3 separate regions of the Mus musculus genome follow, and regions 1 and 2 are each linked to region 3. A link is a contact called in public promoter capture Hi-C data. All regions are on one chromosome and are shown on one strand. Each heading gives the region's core, a stretch centred on a gene start, on an enhancer-like site or on the middle of the called end of the contact. The rest is flanking DNA. Distances are from core to core; before and after follow the strand shown.

The links. Promoter capture Hi-C pulls out the DNA fragments that hold promoters and counts their contacts.
Region 1: a promoter capture Hi-C map of liver shows a contact between it and region 3, with 4 times the contacts expected there. The contact joins the promoter of Irf7 here to the promoter of Ifitm3 in region 3. A contact is called at or near these places in 6 of 39 promoter capture datasets (the C10 cell line, the HPC-7 cell line, embryonic stem cells and 2 more) and 1 of 9 other capture datasets (adipose tissue).
Region 2: a promoter capture Hi-C map of liver shows a contact between it and region 3, with 2.2 times the contacts expected there. The contact joins the promoter of Zfp941 here to the promoter of Ifitm3 in region 3. A contact is called at or near these places in 18 of 39 promoter capture datasets (3T3-L1-derived adipocytes, the C10 cell line, the HPC-7 cell line and 12 more), 2 of 484 Hi-C or Micro-C datasets (liver and nephron progenitors), 4 of 115 datasets of contacts at active chromatin or transcription factors (bone marrow-derived macrophages, embryonic stem cells and hepatocytes) and 3 of 9 other capture datasets (adipose tissue, liver and pancreatic islet).

Annotation. Positions count from the first base shown.
Region 1 is chr7:141,264,917-141,269,540 of GRCm38.p6, forward strand. Irf7 (interferon regulatory factor 7) reads right to left here and starts at 1,508. Exons shown (of 10, transcript NM_016850.3): 1 at 1,474-1,508; 2 at 707-1,128; 3 at 461-623; 4 at 159-375. The coding sequence starts at 720. It overlaps Cdhr5 (cadherin-related family member 5), which reads right to left. Exons shown (of 15, transcript NM_001114322.1): 15 at 4,169-4,624. The coding sequence ends at 4,234.
Region 2 is chr7:140,819,213-140,824,008 of GRCm38.p6, forward strand. Zfp941 (zinc finger protein 941) reads right to left here and starts at 2,966. Exons shown (of 3, transcript NM_001001180.2): 1 at 2,823-2,966. The coding sequence starts at 2,825.
Region 3 is chr7:141,007,904-141,012,307 of GRCm38.p6, forward strand. Ifitm3 (interferon induced transmembrane protein 3) reads right to left here and starts at 2,841. Exons shown (of 2, transcript NM_025378.2): 1 at 2,494-2,841; 2 at 1,687-1,986. The coding sequence starts at 2,742. The coding sequence ends at 1,822.

The sequences.
Region 1 (4,624 bases), core at 258-2,757, 260 kb after region 3:
GTGTGCACTCCCCCTCCACCCCGACACACACACACTTTGGAAGGAGAGGAACTGAATCTACAACTAGTTTCAAAAACCACAAATCAAACCATTGAAACCACCAAAATGACAGAGGCCATGTACCTCCCTGGCCCATCCCTGTTTGTGGCACTGCTCACCAGTAGATCCAAGCTCCCGGCTAAGTTCGTACACCTTATGCGGATCAACTGGATCCCCTGAATTGTCTTGGCGCAAGATAAAACGCCCTGTGCTGTGGAGTGCACAGCGGAAGTTGGTCTTCCAGCCTCTTCGCTCTCTTCGCTCAGCAGCCTCAGCCTCTGGGGGTGGCAGGTTAACTCCACTAGGTGGCCACCTCCCTCGGGCCACAGCCCAGGCCTGAAGGAGAGGAGAGAGCATGGGTTGAGGCTGGATTCCCCCAGGAGTTCTGGCAGATTATAAAGAGGGCAGGACTGGGTACCACCTTGAAGATCTGTGCATCTTCTTCATCCAGATCCCTACGACCGAAATGCTTCCAGGGTACGCGGAAGACTGTGCGAGCCTCGTTCAGCCACTGCAGCCCCTCGTACTGGCCGCTGCTGACCTCCCCCAATAGCCAGTCTCCAAACAGCACTCGCTGGACCCCCCTGCAGGCAGAGCAGCCACGCTGGGGTTAGGGCTAATGTAAGGGACACAGGACCCAATACAACCAGGGTAGACATGTTCTCACCTCACTTCAGCCATTGCTCCGTCTACACAGGCAGTCTGGGAGAATCAAAGTAGATGCTACTACTCTGTGATGCCTTGTAGTCACTGGAGCAGTCAGCTATTGCAAATAAGGCCCCTTGGGTGCCTCTATGGTTTTAGGTTGTAGCCACAGATAGTGTGACCAAGTTTCACAAATGTGTTTTAAACGTTACAAGTGTTGGTAACAGGTAGGAATTTCAGTTTCACAAGTGTGACCCAGGTATTAGGGTGTTGAGGGTCACAGATGAGGTTTGAGAACTTGTGGTCACCTAGGTTCAGAACTCAGTGTAGATTCCTCTGCCAAGGTGGCTGTAGATGTGACTACAGATGTAGCGGGAGCGCACACGTGATGTCACAGGTGTTAATCCAGCGTCCGAGCCTGGATGGGCTGTCACAGGCTGGACCCTGCGAAGACACAAAAGGGGCGGGCCCAGACGAGTAAAACGAAACTGCATCTCAGGAAAATGAAACCTAAACAGTCTAAACAGCGCCCGGTAGCTGCTGGCTTCCCGCTGTCTCCACTGTCTCCATGCCTACCAGTGCAGTCCTCAAACTACACCCGACCCTTACTCAGATCCCAATCCCTGCAGACCCAATTGCAAATCCTGCCGGGACGTCTGCCCTCCTGTTTCCCCCGAGCTTCTCTTCACTGCCCTTCACTGATCACTCACTACTCTGTAGAGGGGACAAGAATTTCCCCTGTGGCACTAGCTCACCTCCCTCCCCGAGTGGCCCAAGAGTCCCACATACCTGGTACCGGAGCCGCCGGGACGGGTTTTATCTCAGTGAAAAGGAGGGTGCCAGTGCTTTTATAGTACTTCGGGCAGAGGCGGGGCAGAGCCCAGGCAGGGTGTGGCTTAAGGGCTCCAGACGTCACTAGGGTGTCACTAGTTTGTAGCACTCAATTGCAAATCCTTCCCTCCTGTTCCCCCCCCACCCCCCAGCTTCTCTTCACTGCCCTTCACTGATCACTCTCTCAGATTCAGTCTTCCAGGCTCTTTGTAGATTCAATGAGAGAGGCTGACCCTGCTTTGGACAGAACAGCCATGTCTTGGAGGACAGTAAGAATAGTAAGTAGGTGGAGGTCTATCTGCCAGGCTCAGCCCCTGGTGGAAGTGTGGGAAAGGTCTTTCCCCAGGACCTCTTCAGGAAAGCACATTGGGACAAGGCAGGGATACCCACAACAGTCAGTAGGTTTTGTTTGTTTATTTGTTTTGTTTAGCTGGCTGAAAAAAATCTTAGAAAGTGGAGTCTAAAGAGAGACTATGGTACAATTTGGCTTAACACTGAGAATGGTACAGATAAGAATATACCATCTGGGGGCTGGTGAGATGGCTCAGCAGGTCAGAGCACGACTGCACTTCTGAAGGTCCTGAGTTCAAATCCCAGCAACCACAAGGTGGCTCACAACCATCCGTAACAAGATCTGACTCCTTCTTCTGGTGTGTCTGAAGACAGCTACAGTGTACTTACATATAATAAATAAATAAATCTGAAAAAAAAAGTAAACTGGGCATGGTGGTGCACGCCTTTAATCCCAGCACTTGGGAGGCAGAGGCAGGCAGATTTCTGAGTTCGAGGCCAGCCTGGTCTACAAAGTGAATTCCAGGACAGCCAGGGCTACACAGAGAAACCCTGTCTCAAAAAACAAACAAACAAAAAACAACAACAACAACAACAAAAGTATACCATCTGGGAAGAATATACCATCTGGACAGAGGTTGAAGCAGAAGGATTGAGGCCAACCTGTGTTATAGAGTAAGACCCTGGAAGCTGAAGAGGCAGCTCAATAGTTAAGAGCCCTGGCTGCTCTTCCAGAAGTCCTCAGTTCAATTCCCAGCAACCATACGGTGGCTCACAACCATTTTTAATGGGACCTGATGCCCTCTTCTGGCACACAACTAAATATATATAATATATCTCCACAGTCAAGGGTTGTGTCCATCCTTCTTCAGAGAATCTTTTGTTTTGTTTTGTTTTGTTTTTGTTTTTTGAGACAGGGTTTCTCTGTGTAGCCCTGGCTGTCCTGGAACTCACTCTGTAGACCAGGCTGGCCTCAAACTCAGAAATCCACGTGCCTCTGCCTCCCAAGTGCTGGGGTTAAAGGCGTGCGCCACCCACCATACCTGGCCAAAGAAGCTTCTTATTGCAGTGGGTAGACCTTTAGGGAAGGGGGTGTCCTTTATTCAGTGATTAAATTGTCCTTGTTCCAGCTGGGTCAAGAAGCTAGAACTAAGAAATAGCTTAGTGGTTAGGGGCACGAACTGCTCTTCCTAGACAACAGGGGTTCAAATCCAGCACCCACATGGCAGCTCACAACTGTAACTCCAAAATTTGACACTGTCACATAGACATGCATGTAGATCATACACTGATACACATAAAAGTAAAAATTTAAAAACACCAAAACCAAACAAAACATTTAAATAGAAACTAGTTAAACTCAGAGGGATACTGAGAAGACGGAAAAGGAGGAAGGGGACTTGTTAAGAAGGCTTCCAACAAGGGGGAAAGAAAATGACAAGGGAGACTGGGGCATGGAAATCACCAGCCGAAATGAAAGTCAAAAGATACATTGTATGTATAAATGCATAAAACTGGATATTTAAAAGTATTCAGGGCTGGAGAGATGGCTCAGTGGTCAAGAGCACTGACTGCTTCACCAGAGGTCCTGAGTTCAATTCCCAGCAACCACATGGTGGCTCACAACCACCTGTAATGGGATCTAATGCCCTCTTCTGGTGTGGCTGAAGACAGTTATAGTGTACTTATATAGATAAGATAAATAAATAAGTCTTTTTAAAAAAAATAAAAGCATTCAAATACTTTGGAAAGGAGTTCAGGGTCACTTTTCATTAGAAAGCATGCCATGACTGCTGTTCAGGAAGAAGGCCAGATTGCGGGGTGCACACTGTGTGTAACTACCGTAGCCCTGGTTTTCCTCCATTCACTTACATGACCTGTAGCTTCCTATTTCTCATGTCTAAGCTTCCTGTGTGGGGCAGAGTGCCCTGTTCATTGCCAAAGCAGCCTTCCTTTTTCTTTTTCCTCAGAAAGGCTCTCTTTACATTAGGTTTGCCTTCCCTGGAACTCACTGTGGAGACTAGGTTAACCTCAAACTCAGAAAGACCTGCCTGCCTCTGCCTCACACATGCAGGGATTATGTGAGCTACCACTCTCAGCCAGATCTTTGAAATGGGCTGTGACCCTCATGAGGGTCCCAAACACCACGTCTCCCAAATGAACGTGCGTGTGGAGTGGACGGTTCTGGCTCCTTCCCCTCCCTCACGTGAAGCTGTCCATCTTGGGCAAGGAGCTGGAGCTCTCTAGCTTTCCTCTTAGCTACAGTGGGAACTTGCTTGTGGTTAGCCACCCGGAAGCCCGCAGCTGGGCGCTCACACCCATGGCACTCGTTCCCACACACCCGCCTTAAGACTCTGGAATTCGAAAGTGCTACTTTAATTAGACGAGGAAAGGGAAGTGGCTTGGGGTAGAGAGTCGGGCGCTGAGCTAGATGTAAGTGTTGTCAGCATCCACGCCAAAGCGGAGAGTCTTCTTCTGGTCAGGGTCATCATCATCGCTGCCCTCACTTCCCGAGGCACTGGCGCTGTCCACATCGGCGGTGGGCTCGTTGAGGACCACCACGTCAGCCTCTGCCCCGATGTCCTTGCCGAACCACACAGCCTTGTAGCCGCCCTCCCCCTCCGGCCGCCGCTCCTTAGTCAGGATAGACCTCACGGCTGAAGGGCTGTCCCCAGCCTGGACTGTCTTAGGAGACCCGGAAGCTTTGGGCTGAGGGCTAGGAGGTGTGGAGCTGGGGGGCGTAGGACTGGAGGACATGGGGCTAGGAGGCCGGAGGGGCGGCTGGGCAAGCTTGGGGCTCGGCTCTGGCTTCCGGTTG
Region 2 (4,796 bases), core at 1,716-4,215, 190 kb before region 3:
AAATAATAGAAAAAAATAAATAAAAGGTTTGGGTTGGGCATGGTGGCAATGCCTTTACTCTCAGACTTGGGAGGCAGAGGTAGGTCTGGTCTACATAGTGAGTTCCAGACAGCCACAGTTATACAGTGAAATCCTGCTTTAAAAAAGAAAAAAAAAGTAAAAGTTTTTAAGTGTAAAAATATATTTTGGGAAAAGAAAGATTATGATAAAAAGCCTTGGCATAATAAAAAAAGTTATATAATAAAATAAGATTTTTATACTAAAATAAGATCATTAGCATATGATAAAACTATATGCTTGAGACTGGGGAAATATGTGGCTCAGTGCTTAAGAGCATGCACTGTTCTTGAAGGTGACTTGCGTTCAGTTCCTGGCACACACAGTAGGCAGTTCACAACCTGCACACTTCCAGCTCCCGGGCATCTGGTGTCCCTCTCTGGCTTCTACAGACACTGTTAATCACATGTACAAATCCACAAACGCAAAGAATTAAACATTTTAAATTAAATCTTAAAAAACTATGCCAGGTGGTAGTGGTGGTATAGACCTTTAATCCCAGCACCCGGGGAGGCAGAGGTAGATGGATCTCTGTGAGTTCAAGGCCAGCCTGGTCTAAAGAATAAGTTCCAGGACAGCCAGGGCTATGCAGAGAAACCCTGTCTCAAAACAAAAAACTAAAACAAAACTAAAAATTTTAAAACTATAGGCTTATGTAAAAAAAATAATTTAGGATGGACGCCTTTAATCCCAGCACTCAGAAGTCAGAAGCAAGTGGAGGGAGCTCTGTGCGCTTAGATCACCTTGGTCTATACCTTGGTCTTCCAAACCAGCTAAAGCTACACAGTGAGCCCTTGTCTCAAAATTATTAATAATAATAAATAATAACTAGGTGACCCGAGAGCTAATTCCTATCCTCATATCCTTCCCCTCAAAATAATAATCACTCTAAAACTTTATTCAACCATAAAAAAGAAGGGGATCAAGCTATATTCAGGAGAATAAATCAGACCAGAAAATGTTTATGCAAAATAAGCCATATTTGGGCAGGGATGTCATCCTTCCTCTCACATGTAGAAACTACAGGGGACAGAGGAGCAGACATCTGTCTCAGACCGGTCTGAAGCTGCTGGGACCCGCAGGGCAGGGAGCCAGGGAGAGAAGAGAGGGTGTGGGAAAGCGACCAGAGGGTGACCAAAGTGTGACATGCATGTAAACAAGTGCCTCTCTAAACCTGCCCATCTGTACAATTAGTGCAAAATGATTGGTTATACGTTTTAAAGATAAGAAAAACAAAACAAAATTCATAAATAATAAAACTTTTATTTTATGTACCCATATAAAATAACTACACATCAAAAACAACAGATGAGCCAGGATGGTGGTGCATGCCTTTAATCTTAACACTCAAGGGGCAGAGGCAGGTGGATCTATCTCTGTGAATTTTAAGCTAGCCAGGACTACACCCTGAGACACTGTCTCGGAGTTGGGAGGAGAAAGACCAGACATTTTTATTTTGATATAAGTAAGAAATACACAGCCGGGCGTGGTGGCACACGCCTTTAATCCCAGCACTAGGGAGGCAGAGGCAGGCGGATTTCTGAGTTCGAAGCCAGCCTGGTCTACAAAGTGAGTTCCAGGACAGCCAGGGCTATACAGAGAAACCCTGTCTCGAAAAACAAAAAAAAAAAGAAAGAAAGAGAGAAAGGAAGAAAGAAAAAAGGAAACACACTGTCAAAAAAAAAAAAAAACCCTTACTAATCTATTTGAAAATTATGGTTTGCTTTCTTTTCAGACACTATTAATATGCACACACCTAACAACGCAAATTAAGAGCAACATCTGAGTCTTACACTTTTTTCAATTTTTTTCCTATTGTTTATTAACTATTTGTTTTGAGCTATATTTTGGATTTTTAAGACACTTGGGAATATATGATTTTTTTTTCCTGAAAAATAAAAGAAAGGAGTGTATATCTATGACAAGAAAATGTGCTACAATGAAAAGCTGCCCACAAAGGTCTGCTTCAGGCCCTTCACGAGTACAGCCAGTACCTTCCATAAATGTGAGCCTTCATTCTCAAAAGCAAAACAAGCACAGAACTTTAAAAGCTTCTGAATCAAATATAATGATTTATGCAGGATACTTAAGGAATCCCCAAGCTTGAGAGATGGATCAGTGGTTAAAAATCCCTTGCTGTTCTTACAGAGAACCAGTTTGGCTCCCATTGCCCATGTCAGGTGACTCACAACTGCCACCCCTGATCCAACAGATCCAATGACCTCATCCACAAGCACGTCACATTTGCGTGTGTGCATGCGTATACCTAAAATAACAATAAAAATGTTAATTCCACAAGATAAAGAAAAAAGCAGTTATCAATATAGTGGAAAATTTGGCCGACTGCGCATTAACCAAGTTTTCATCAGCTATGTAGAACAAAATGGCAGAAAGCAGCATCTGGCTCCAGGATCTTTCTTGCCCAGCTGCTGATGGAAACCACACAAGCCAGCCAATAGGAATCCTTCCCTGAGATCACGGTGATCAGCACATCTGAAGTGTATGGCAGGAACACAGCCGCCCAGAGATGGCTCGCTCAGCAGGATCTGAGCACACTACGCAGGGTGGGCAACTAACAGCTTTACCAGGGACCCACTGTCCGCCTAGCACCACCCTGCAAAAGGACCAGACGAGACCCAGAGTCCCCACTGTCTGCACAGCCCCGCCCCAAAACGGAGGAGAGTTGGAACCCCCGCTACCCTGGGGCAGCCTCCAGGGAGACCTGTGGAGGCTGGATCCCGCCAGGACGTCAGGCAGACACTCACCATCTCCTCGCTTCTATAGTATCCCGGGCCCCTACGCGTGCCTCTGGGACCAGATCACAGGATGACAAAGCACCTAACAACGTCAGTGCCTCTGCTGCAGAACAGCAGGAGCTCCCAAAGGTGCCAAAGATGGCCAGCTCCAGCGAAAGCACGCGAGGTTTTGAGAGCCTGCCCACCGCTCTGGCCACGTTCCTAATTGGACAGTTATCAAACAACACCTCTGATTGGACAGGGCTCCAGGCCCAATTCCTCTACCTTAGGATGGCAATAAATGATTGCTGTTGATCTGTTTTGCATTGGGTTTGGGTTTCAATTTCAATTTGGTTTGGGTGGATTGAGCCCAGGACTTCTGTCAGCAGCTATGTTAAAGGCAAATTTTCCACCAGGAGGACATAGCCCATCAAAAGACATTTTAATTTAACTTTACATAGTCATTATCAATTTATTGATATGTAACTGATCTGTAAATATTCATACAGAGGAATATAATGATAGTTACCTTTAAGCCCATCAAATGGCATTTTAATTTAACTTTAAATAGTCATATCAACTTATTGATATGTAAATGATCTGTAAATATTCACACAGAAGAATATAATGATCGCTATCTTTAAAATTCACTTAACCTTTCCAGTCTCTGGTGTTACAGTGTTCTAGTACACAACTAGAGAGTAAATGTTAGAAAGCTCAGAAGAGGCGGCTTCTGAGGTTAAGAACTAGTACTCGTTCTTCCAGAGGACCTTAGGTCTGTTCCTGGCACCCAGCCGACTCATAGCTGCCTATGCCTCCAGCCCACTTCTGGCCTCCCCCAGCACTGCACTTAAGTGCACATATTCCCTGGGCACTCACATAAAACAAGGGGCTGGAGAGATGGCTCATAGGTTAGGAGCACTGGTTGTTCTTCCAGATGATAAGGGTTCCAGTGGTCCCTGAAGACTGCCTTTGTGAGATGTAGGTTTAACTAGAGAGAAATAGGGAGAGGACACTGCCGGTGTGTATAATTAATCATCCCTAGTAGTCAAGTATGGTTGGGTTGATGATCAGTTTGGGTTCTGCAAGGTGGTCTTAGCAGACCAATCTGGTTTGCATTATGACTCTTGCTTCTCTATAGAACCTCAACTGCCCGCATTTGGAGATGGTCTATCCTAGGCGCCCTCAATTGTTTGGAAGTAATTTTTATTCCCTAGAGGTATTTATCAGTCCTGTAGTTTCTAGAATTCAAAGAATTCCAGTGGGACTTGGGAGCTGGAACAGGACATTGTAAACGCTAAGCGATGTGTAAAGGGGGTAGATACAAATTCAAAGCAGAACTGCCAGGCTTTGATTTACTCTGCATTTACTCCATGTGGACCCAAGTGAAAAATCAGTAATACTATTTTGATAAAAAGTGATTTGGGAGTACTGTTTTATCGGGAAGCAACTTAAGCTTTGACGTGAGAGGCAATCCCTCAATGCAGGAATGCCCACCACATATACAATGTGAGGCCCAGTGTAAAGTTTAAAGTTTCTCCTATTCACATTTTTTAAATTAGAAGAAACAAGCAAATGGCCAACAGTCAATTTAAAGGATTCTCAAATAAATAACCTTTAGAGACAGTCAAGGTTAAACCACTATGGCATATAACTTCATAGCTATTACATTAGCAACTATCTGAAAAATAAGTAATAGCAAATTATCTCACACATATGGAGAAAGCTGAAATCTCCATTCTGTTTTTAAAACAATTGGTTCTAAAAGAAAAAAAAGTTCTAATCCATTACTGATTAGTTTATGGTGTGTTTGTGTTAGTTATTTTTCTATTCCCATGACAGAACACCATGACCAAGGCAACTTATAAAATAAACCATTGTATTTAGGGCTCACAGTCCCAAAGGGTTAGAGTCTATGACCATCATGGTGGGGAGCATGGCAGCAGGCAGGCAGGCATGGTGCCGGGGCAGTAGCTGAGAGTTTACATCTCCAACCATGAGGCA
Region 3 (4,404 bases), core at 1,591-4,090:
CAACAATACCAGAATGTATTAAGACAGACATGGAGGGAATTTTGGCTTTATCAAGTTTCTTGACTCTCAGTCAGTGAAGAAGACAATCTAGATGCCAGGACGGGGCTTCTTCCTTCCCATGTCCTCCTAATTTCCCATCTCTATCCTGCTTCATTTGTATCCTCTTAGTACTCAGCCAATCCCCAATAAGACAAGATTCCTTTATAAAAGTGTGTTCTCACTCGGGAGGCAGGGGCAGGCGGATTTCTGAGTTCGAGGCCAGCCTGGTCTACAAAGTGAGTTCCAGGATAGCCAGGGCTATACAGAGAAACCCTGTCTCGAAAAACCAAGAAAAGAAAAAAAGAAAGAAAAGAAAAGAAGGTAAAAAAGTGTGTTCTGTATACAGAGAAACCCTGTCTCGAAAAACCAAAAAAAAAAAAAAGTGTGTTCTGGGAAACCATAGCTGCTTGGCGGAGAGGAAGGCTCCCCACCAGCAGGGGAATCTTGTTCCATACCTCAGAGCTAGTTTGTAAACCCCATTGCTCAATCCTTCTTTCCACACACCCTCCCAGGGAGCCTGACATCCTGTGCCGGTGAGAAGAGCGCTAGGCACATCCCTTGAAGCTGCCTTTTGTTTCCCTCTGGTGGTTAAATTCCCCGCTGGGCAGGTCAGCTGTCAGAATCCGGACTGGGGAACAAGTTGGGGCTCTGCCACCCTGGATAAGAAACCCAAACCCTTTAACTTGCAAAAGTGCCCCCACCCCTTTCTACCCACCACACCCACTCCCAAATTCCTGGCTGCAACCACTACAGCGACTTTCCACTAACCAAGGCACTTCAGATCCACCGTGCTGCCCTGGGTATGATGGTGACATTAAAACCCCACCACAATGATTTAGGAGGACAAACGGAGTCCCATAGATCCAGGCTACTTTTGAGGTGCTTGCCTCTGGGAACCAGAAATAAGTTCCCTTGGAAAGGCAGCTATGAGATGAATGATTGACCCCTGCACCAACAGAAACAGATAGCGCCCATCCATTCCCAGGAGACTCCTAAACTCAATGCACTAAGTGAAGTGGAAACGTGGGTACTAGGATCCCGACCAGAGAGGTGAGTCCTGCATACCCCGGCACAAGAAGGCGTGATTGGCGCTCTCCCTTACCATATAGGGTCCGGGGGAGCGGGGTCGGTGGGGGGGTGGGGGAATGGAAGCACCACGCGGCCACCGTACCTGCAGAGTGCCGGCAGGGGGCGCCAGGGCAGCGACTTTGAGCCTTAAAAGGTCATTCTAGGCTCCAGGGCGACAAGGAATGAACTGCATCGCTGCTGTGGGACCAGTAGGGGACACCAGGCCCCCACCACAGCACCCAGCAAATCCTGGACAGGATCAGCCCAGGGTTCCCCCGGGAAGCAGGCATGGAACTTTTGACACCATCTTGTCTGGTTCAGAGTATTCGTCCAGAAGAATACGGACCCAGACCTGGTCCTCCACTTCTGAACTGGACTGGGTGCCCTGGAAATGTGGGGCCAGGGCCAGTTGAAGCTTGAGTTCTCCCTGCCTGAAGCAGCCAAATACCATCCAGGACTTTGGCCAGCAAATGTCCACAACAGCAGGCCAGAGACTACTGCCAAATTGAGGATAACCTACATGTCCACCTCAGAGCAAGGAAGATAGAGGGGTGGGAGGAATAAAAGCAGTCATAGGATGGTGGTTATCAAGTGCACTTTATTGAATCCACTGTGGATAGATAAATGAGTGTTACACCTGCGTGTAGGGAGGGGCAAGGAGGGACGCAGCTGCGGAGGGTGAAGCACTTCAGGACCGGAAGTCGGAATCCTCTATTAAGTGTGAAGGTTTTGAGCGTTAAGAACAATGATGATGACACTAACAATGGTGATAACAACCATCAGGATGCTGAGGACCAAGGTGCTGATGTTCAGGCACTTAGCAGTGGAGGCGTAGGCCTGGGCTCCAGTCACATCACCCACCATCTTCCGATCCCTAGACTGGAGCAGAACAGATAGACACGGTCAGTGGCCCTGGAGCTGATAGGCAGATGCTCTGACAGTTTTCCTGACGTACTCCCTGTGGACTGCATCTCCCCATCTTAGGTCAGGAACATTTTACATCCTCTGATCATCCAGGAGGCCCTAGCACTTGTTGTTCACCCCACTGTAGGCTATTGTTCCCCATGAATCTCCTGAACATTTTCCACACAGGCTAGAATCCCAGTCTGTTGAGTGAAGGTGCTATAGGCATCTCTGCATTGGAAGAGTCTGACTCCAGAATCCCCAGGCAGCCTCACCCTGTGTCTGCCCCCAGAGAGCCTTTAAGCCTACACGTGTACACACACACACACACACACACACACACACACACCACAGAAGAATGAACACAAACTTATTTTAAACAAAGGACCCCACACTCATACCTCGGTGCCATCTGGGTAGATGGAGCTTCAGGTTCACACACACCTTTTTACACCATCACTCCCCCCATTCTAGCACACTCACCTTCACGGAGTAGGCATAGGCTATGAAGCCCAGGCAGCAGAAGTTCATGAAGAGTGTATTGAACAGGGACCAGACCACATGGTCAGGCACCGACACCTCTCTGGGCATGTTGATCACAGTAGTTCTGACAGAAGCCGATCCGTGCGGTGCCCCCATCTCAGCCACCTCATATTCTTCCTTGATTCTTTCGTAGTTTGGGGGCTGTCCTCCACTGGCAGCGGTGATGAAGGCTTGAGAAGTGTGGTTCATGGTGCGGAGCAAAGGCAGCACTGAAGGGCAAAGGATGGAGCGCGCTGCGGGTCTGCCCTTTCTGCGGCAGTTTCGGTTTCTCAGAAGTTTCCTTTTCCTGAATTTTGGCTTGATGAAACTGCTCTGGGTTCAGAGGGGCGGGGATCTAAAAAGCCTGCGGATCAAATTACTCCAGGGCAGGATGTCAGGAAGGATTGTGAATCAGGGGAACTTCCAGGCCAGGAGCCCAAGTCAGGACTTGTCCCAAGGCCCAAACCTCAGTGTTTAAGAGTGAGGGGTCCTGGAGTCAACCAAGCTCACGCTCACAGCTGCAGAACCTCACTGTTCCTTATCAAGGTCCCAGCCAGGCCCCAAAGAACCCTCTATTCTTTATTCAGCAATAAAGAGTGCCCAGAGAGCCTCTCACTATGAACGCCAGTTCTCCTGGCTTCATAGACAGGTGGGATGAACGGTACTTCTTGTGTTTTAAAGAGGAGAGAGAAGGAATATCTTCGGTGGCTATGCAGTCATATGTTGGGGGAGGGGGGGCCTCTGCAGGCCCACGCTGAAGCGTCCCTTCCCTTTGAGGGACCAGCCACACGGTGGTATCGCATAGAACAGAGTTTATTCTCTATTCATGGGGAGGGGGTTGAGAGGGTAGTAGAGACAGAGAAAGGCAGAGAGAGAGAGAGAGAACAGAGAAGTAGAGGCTGGCCATGAGCACTCGGAGGGAGTGGGGAATGAGGAGGGGGAAGCAGGTGCAGGAAGGTTAGAGAGTAAGGGGGGGAGCAGCCCCTTTTAGTGTGAGTCAGGCACACCCAGCTGTTGCCAGATAACTGTGGGGCAGAGCCTAGACAAAATGCTAACACGCCTCTGTGTCTCTCTCCTTGCAGAGCCCTAGTGCCCTAAGTGTGATCAACCACTGGACTTTGGTATTAGAACTAAATGATCTTCGGTCACTTGGCTCTGACCTCATGGTCCTGGGCTGGCCTGTTGGTGCTACAGCCACTCTTTTTCCCTCCTGCCCTAACAAAATTTATTAGTGCTAGTGGCATGGTCACCGAGAGGACCTTCGTCCTACCAGAGACGCTTTCTCAAACGCTTGGTGGGGTGAGGGCTGTGACCAGGAAAGCTACTCCTGATCATACTGAAGGACTCAGTGATAACAGGGACATCTGGCCTGGCTTCTCTTGTTAGGACTTGCATCCACTTTCTATCTTGGTGGCACTGGAAGGACCAGGCTACTACAGAGATCTCCTTCAAGGTGCCCTGCAGCACCCACCCTTCCTAGTGCCCTGAGTCTTGGGAGCTGGGGCTGCTCTAGTTTCTAGGTTCCACTCATTTCATTATCTTTCTTGAGTTCTTCACAGAGACATCAGCACCTCCTACAGACTCCCTTCTTTGCAGTCCTATTAGCTGGTGCTGGTTTAGTCAACATCTCTGAAAAAGTCTGCCTCTGGGAAGCTAGGTAGAGTGGTTTCCATGGGCGTACCTACCTCACAGAGGCCTCCTTCCAGGCCTCAGTCAGGCCTCAGGCCTCAGGGGTAGGGCTTTGGACTGGCCACAGGGACTCTGATTGGAGCCTGAAAGTGGTGGTTTCTGTTGGTTTCTGGTGTTATTTCTTTCTGTTCTGCGGATACCTCTCCAAGGCCTACTTCACACTGCTCTTCACACATCCTTCTG